Linked DNA regions of Mus musculus: region 2 is linked to region 1. The links are chromatin contacts, called in public HiChIP or PLAC-seq maps. All regions are on one chromosome and are shown on one strand. The core of a region is the stretch at or near the end of the contact, and the rest is flanking DNA. Distances in the headings are between cores, read along the strand shown. Region 1 holds the start of Dusp11 (dual specificity phosphatase 11 (RNA/RNP complex 1-interacting)). Region 2 has its middle 22 kb from the start of Fam136a.

Region 1 (3,461 bases), core at 529-3,028:
GTGGGTGAACATGGGCAAAGTAGAATGCCATACATATAGAAAATATCATCATGAAACTCATACTTTTTATGGTAACTAAAACTATTAACCAGCAAGGAGTAATGAATGCCTACACACTGGCTGACAGACCTCAAATTCAATACTTTCACTGCATATTGTTTTTAGTTTCCACACCAGTGAATCAACTCAATATGTAGAAATCTCCCAGTTCTTACAACCCGAAATTCAGTTCAATCAGAAGTCAGTGTGGAGAGTCACAGCTGAGTTGGTCTATGGCCATGAATTACAAATAAGTCCGGTTCATTCACATCCCTGGAGTAGAGAGTGAGCACAGAGTGGTGACAGACTGGAGACATAGTGGGCCCCAGAGCAATGGAACCTAGTGTGACAGACCATGACAAGAAGTTGGCTTCTTATTCTTTTTTTTTGTTTTTATTTTTCAAGACAGGGTTTCTCTGTGTAGCCCTGGCTGTCCTGGAACTGCCCCGAAGGTTTTTATTCTTAAAGTCAAGCTTTATCTTACATCTATGAGCTGTCTCACAATTACTACTTGATATTTATCTTGCTTTATCTCCACAAATAAGCAATAGCTAAAATTATTTTTAATTTTTAGTTAACAATTTTATATCCAATAGATAATTTAATAATGAAATAAGCTACATTAAAATATCAATAAACAATTTATTTATAACTTACTTATACTTTACTTAGTAATTAATAGTTAAATAGTTAACTATAGAAGGTATGTTAAAAATGGATTGTCCAGTGGACAGACAGCTGTCTTCTGCAAGCTGTCAGGCAAGTTCTACACTGGGATGATGTTGGAGGTTAGCTGACAGGATCTAAAGATATCCACTCTGGGAAGGGAGAGAGGCCATCACGTCCATCCTGAATTTTAGATAGTGCTCATTTGTAGACATAAAAAAGAAGTGCTTACTGAAGTCCGGGAAGTCGGGGCAGAGCATTCTGTCGATCCTGAGTTTTAGGTATTGTTTATTTGTGGAGATTAAAAAAAAAAAAAAAGGATTTGATGAATTCTAGGAAGGGGAGAGGCCGGTCTAGCCACGTTTTTTGTGGAGATGAAATCGGAGAGGGGAAGCAAACAGCCGCAAGTAAAGGGTTCATTGCACCAGTGAGCAAAATCCTAAAACTAGCCCTTGGCCCAGGCAGGGTTAACTCCCTCAAAGGACACCTCCGCTTTCCGAATCCTGAAAGCAAGAGAACCCCTCGAGCCGGTACCGAGTGAAGGGTGTCGACAGCTCGGGCCGGATCCTGGCACAGCGCCTACACAAGCAGAAGCCTGTGGCTTCGGAGATCAAGGGACGCCTCAATACAGGCAGCCGCGCCCCACCGCGCACTTCCGCCCAGGCCCGAGCTCCACAGAGTCCTGTCGGGACAGACCCAAGACCCCAGAATGCGGGGTGGGGAGGTGTGGTGGGGTTCGGCGCGGAGGACCCTGGGAGGCGGCGGGGCGCGAGGCCAGGGAACACTCGGAGACTCGAGGCCACCGAGGCAGCCGGAACGCCAAGCCCGGAACCAAAGCGCTTACCTTTCGGGGATGTGGTTTCTGCCCTTCTTCTTGGGTGGGGCACAGGCAGCAAAGTCCCGGCCCCGTCCACGACCATGTCGGCCATAATGCTGGTTCATGTGGGCGCAGAGATGCCGCCCACCCAACGCCAGGCGTGCCAGAGCGGCCAAAGTGGCGACTTCAGGGAGGCCAGAAGAGGCCGCGGGATCCAGAGGCGCCCGCAAAGGAACGCGACGCGTCGACGTCTCGCTAGGGCGCATGCGCCTTGCCCCGCCGTGCTGACGACACACGTCGCACTGAAAGTAGGGTTTGTCAGCCTGCCTTCGGTTTCGACTGTGCTGCACTTAGCTGGAGGCCGGTTTTGTAGCTATGTGAATAATTGCTAGCGCTGTAAGACCCCCGATGCTGGGCCTCTGCTCAAGTCCTGGGATGAACTGGCCAACACCCCAACATCTCGAGAGAAAAGATGCACCTGATGCAAACTGCAAGAGGTTTTATTATCAGCTAGCTGAGGAGAAGTCCCTCTGTCGTGCAGGGCAGAGGAGTTCAACCCCGAGCGGTGACATTAGGGGACTTTTAACAGCTAGCTGAGGAGGTAGGAGGAGTTGGGAGGAGAGTTGGGAGGAGTTGGGAGGAGAAGTGGGAGGAGTTGGGAAGAGCTCTTCTGGGCGTCCTTGGTGAAATTTACAAGGCAGGAGTGGGGAGTGAGTTCTTTCTGAATTTTTATCTCCGTGTCCTCGGCACAGGAAGGCAGGCATCTCTGGTTGTACAGTATAGAAACAAAAAGGCTTTTTGCTGGCTATAGAGAACAAAGAGCTTCTTTCTAGCTGTATTTTTAAAGATCAGGGAAAACAAGCTTGGGGAACATCCAGGGGCTTTACCTTCCAGGGAGAAACGCTCTAAGTTGGGGTCTCATAGCGCCACCCGAACTGCTCCAAATGAGGAACAGACAATCCAGCCCCAACCCTCTGATCCCTGCATTCTTCGTGAACGTTGTCAATTGTTTACATTTTGTATATACATGATATTTGCTTTCACACGGGTGTATCTTTTTTTTCCGCCAAAAAGAAATAAATCAAAAGTTTTATACAACATATTTCTCCTTATTTGATATATTTAACATATTTCTCCATCCATATATGTGTGTATAGTGTCACAGGCAGGGAAACATACATATTCTTCCTAATTTTGAATGACACAGGACACTTATTATAACCAACATAATTAAAAATACCAACTTTTTTTTTTCTTTTTCGAGACAGGGTTTCTCCGTGTAGCCCTGAATGTCCTGGAACTCACTCTGTAGACCAGGCTGGCCTCGGACTCAGAAATCTGCCTGCCTCTGCCTCCCAAGTGCTGGGATTAAAGGCATGCACCACCATGGCCCGGTCCAACTTTTTTTTTTAAGATTTATTTATTTATTATATGTAAGTACACTGTAGCTGTCTTCAGACACACCAGAAGAGGGTATCCGATCTTATTACAGATGGTTGTGAGCCACCATGTAGAAATGAAATTGCTGGGATTTGAACTCACAACCTTCAGAAGAGCAGTCGATGCTCTTAACTGCTGAGCCTTCTCTCCAACCCCCCCCCCAACTTTTTTTTTTTTTTTAAACCATTCCAATATTGAAATTCCTCTACCTGTTTGGAGTTTTTTTGTTTTAAGGTAAGTTCTCATTATGTAATGCTCTGTGATCTGGAACTTGCTTTGTAGAGTAACCTACCCTTGAAATCACAGAGATCGGCCTGCTCCTTTTTCAGCTCTAGAATTAAGGGTATGGGCCACCTTAACCTGATTGGAGTTTTTGTTTGGTTTGGTTTGTGTTTCTGATCTACTATTACAGAAAACACTGTGGTGTGAACATTCCTATAGGTGTATACTGCATCTGAATACCTAGACAAGAAATTACTGGGATGAAATACACTTTTAA
Region 2 (3,120 bases), core at 559-3,058, 380 kb after region 1:
GTTTACTCTTGCCATAAAATAGATAAAACAAACTGGTCTGTAAATGTCCATGGGTGTTTGTGGATGTGTGGATGCACAGCAGATGGAGGTCAGAGGTCAATCTTGTATGTTGTCTCCCAGAAGCCCTGTGCCATGTTTTGGTTTCTTTCCTTTTTTTAAAAGATTTATTTGTTTATTTTACGTATGTGAGTACACTGTAGCTATACAAATGGTTGTGAGGCTTCATGTTGTTGTTGGAAATTGAATTATTTAGGACCTCTGCTCACTCCAGTCAACCCCACTCAGTCCCCACTTGCTCAGGCCCAAAGATTTATTTATTATTATATATAAGTACACTGTAGCTGACTTCAGATGCACCAGAAGATCAGATCTCATTACGGGTGGTTGTGAGCCACCATCTGGTTGCTGGGAATTGACCCAGGTCAATTGCTCAGGATCTTCAGAAGAGCAGTGCTCTTAACCACCAAGCCATCTCGCCAGCCCCATGTTTTGATTTAAGATTACTTATTTTGACCTTTCTGTCTCCATTTCCAGCAGACTGTGTGGATCTCCCTGCACCTCTCTCACATGGTACCTCGCAGCTGTCTGTAAGTCCAATTCTAAGGAATCCAAGGCCTTATTTTAACCTTCTGACCTTTTGACTTTATTCAGCACTGGGTATATGCATGTGGTATAAATACATATATGCAGCCAAAATAGTCATATAAGTAAAATAAATCTTAAAAATAATTTTAAAATGTCTGTTATGTCCACTCATAGCCTGCTTGTCAAACCATCTGCTGCCCACAGAGAATTCCAGCACCATTAAACCCAGTAGCACTCCTAGCCCAGGGCTGGGCATGTGACTCAGTGAGTGGAGCATTTGCCTAGCATGCTCTTCTGTGCCCGGTGCACCATAATCTGGACATAAACTGATGGAGGTGCGTCACTGTAATTCCAGCAGAATTCAAGGTCTTCCTTGACTACACAGTCTCATAATCCACGCCGTGCCTTTGCCCTGTGAAGTTAATGAAGCCTACCTACCATCTGGAACTCCCAACATGAAACACTGAAGAAAATTCTAGACTTGCCCTTGGAGACTTCAAAGTTTCCTTTTACCCAAAGAAGTTCAAAATCTTTCCAATGAGATGCCTCCTGCCCCCTTTCTTTGTTTGAGTACTTGTTGGTTTTTTTGTTTGTTTGTTTGTTTGTTTGTTTTGTTCTGCTTTGTTTGGTTGCGATTTGTGGCCCTGGTTTTGGGTGGTTTTTTTTTTTTTTTTTTTTTTCAAATAAAAAGGAGTTTTATTATATTTAAAAAAATCTTAAGGTCCCTGCTATGGTTTGAAAGTCCTTCCTAGCACTCATGTTGCTAGTTTGAGTTCACCTGCAAAGCCTTGGGTGTGGAAGTGCAGGTGGACATGTATTCCTACATTGTGCATCTGTGCACTGAGAATGTGGGCTATAGAGTCAAGTAGGATGATTATCTGTCCTTGAGGTATACTGTTGCTTTTCTACTGAGTTTGGGGCTTGGCACCACTTTTCTTTTTTTCTTTTCTTTTCTTTTTTTTTTTTTTTTTTTTTAATATTTTTTATTACGTATTTTCCTCAATTACATTTCCAATGCTATCCCAAAAGTCCCCGGTTTTGGGTGTTCTAAACCCACCCATGGACTGCCTGTTGACTAACCCTGCCCTGCTCCTCTTCCCAACAGAACCCCACCCCACCCCCCCAAAGCGGGGTTCGCAAAGAAACACCTAGTCACAGTACCCACCCCACCCCCTCTGTCTCCCCTGCCTCAGCCTCGCCATTGTGTCCAGGCAGCTGCAGAACAATGGATTCTTAGCAGATGATGGAGTCGCCCATCTCCTCAATCCAGCAACCCCAGCTATTCCTGGCATCCGTCTGCGCTCAGCATTTTACAGGCTTCCGTGACATTTGCAAGCTAGCCTCCCACTTCTCTCAGCATTTGGAGAAGGAAAAAGGAAGAACAGAAGACCACTCTTGTCACTTGTGAACTCATCCTTCTCTGAGAAGAGGAAGAAAGATAAATCTCACCCCTGAACTAGGAAGCCTGAGCTGAGATCCCGGGGGAGGGGGTGCGGAAAGGGGATAGAGGGGGGAGGGGCGGAGGCAGGGATGCAGTCCCTGCTGCCTGACCTTTCCAGAAAAAGAAAAAGTAGACAGAAGCCTCCCCGGAGGAAGGTAATTGATTAAAGGAGGAGAGACATCTGAATGGAAAAAGCGCTGCCCACCATCTCCTGAAGCTTGTTATTCCCACGTGCCCTCCAGAATTGAGACATTTTTTTTTTGACAGTCCTCTTGGGTCTGAAGCATCAGACTTCTGGAAGAGCCTGCCCCGCCTTCAGCATGACATAAACTATAACCATCAGATGGGCTTTGCCCACTGTTCATCTGGGAACTGAGAACACAGTTACCCTTTAGCCCGCAGGCAAAATGCTCACCTCATCCCAGAGAACAGCCATGGCTCAAAACGGTGATTGCCCACCTGGCAGGCGAAGGGTACCACAGTGATGTTGCTGGAGCCTCCATGACTGTGCCATCCATGGAAGGGTAATATAACATTATGACAGGCTTCTAGAGACTACGGTCTGGGCTTAAGCCTCTCTCTGCTGGTGCTGGCTGCTGAGCCATTAGTGACTTCTCGGGTTCTTTAAACCCTAGTTTCTTCTTACTAAAAAGAAGAATCCCTCCCCTCCCTTCTGGCGAAAGGGGCTGTAGTGGTTTGAATGGACGAGCCCCCGTGGGCTCGTAGATTTGAATGGTTGGTCACCAGGGAGTGGCACTATTTGAAAGGATTGGGAGGTGTGGCTTTGATAGAGAAAGTGTGCCACTGGAGGTGGGCTTTGAGATTTCAAAAAGCCAAGCCAGGCCCAATGGATCCCAGCATAGAACTCTCAACTATGTCTCCATCAGCATGTCTACCTGTGTAGAGCCATGCTCCCCACCATGATGAAAGTGGGCTAACCCTCTGAAACTGTACACCAATCCTAATTAATTCTTTTATAAGAGTTAGTGTGGTCATGGTGTCTCTTCACAGCAAGAGAACACTGACTAAGACCAGGGTTTTACAGTTCTCATAGCAGGTGTTGAAGCTGGTCCAGTACCACCACCTCCAGGGCT

Evidence for each region. HiChIP or PLAC-seq counts read pairs in DNA pulled down with a chosen protein or histone mark.
Region 2: an H3K27ac HiChIP or PLAC-seq map of embryonic stem cells shows a contact between it and region 1, with 2.7 times the contacts expected there. The contact joins the enhancer-like site here to the promoter of Dusp11 in region 1. A contact is called at or near these places in 11 of 115 datasets of contacts at active chromatin or transcription factors (bone marrow-derived macrophages, embryonic forebrain, embryonic hindbrain and 6 more) and 2 of 9 other capture datasets (adipose tissue and pancreatic islet).

The regions. Positions count from the first base shown.
Region 1 is chr6:85,959,889-85,963,349 of GRCm38.p6, forward strand. Dusp11 (dual specificity phosphatase 11 (RNA/RNP complex 1-interacting)) reads right to left here and starts at 1,779. Exons shown (of 9, transcript NM_028099.4): 1 at 1,550-1,779. The coding sequence starts at 1,647.
Region 2 is chr6:86,342,018-86,345,137 of GRCm38.p6, forward strand. No RefSeq gene overlaps it. Among named protein-coding and RNA genes, the nearest start is that of Fam136a, 22 kb to the right of the region's middle. Within about 2 kb of position 1,809, at least 13 of the 459 cell types and tissues checked have an H3K27ac peak or open chromatin away from gene starts, as enhancers often do. A contact at or near this core is called in embryonic stem cells, where this site is marked.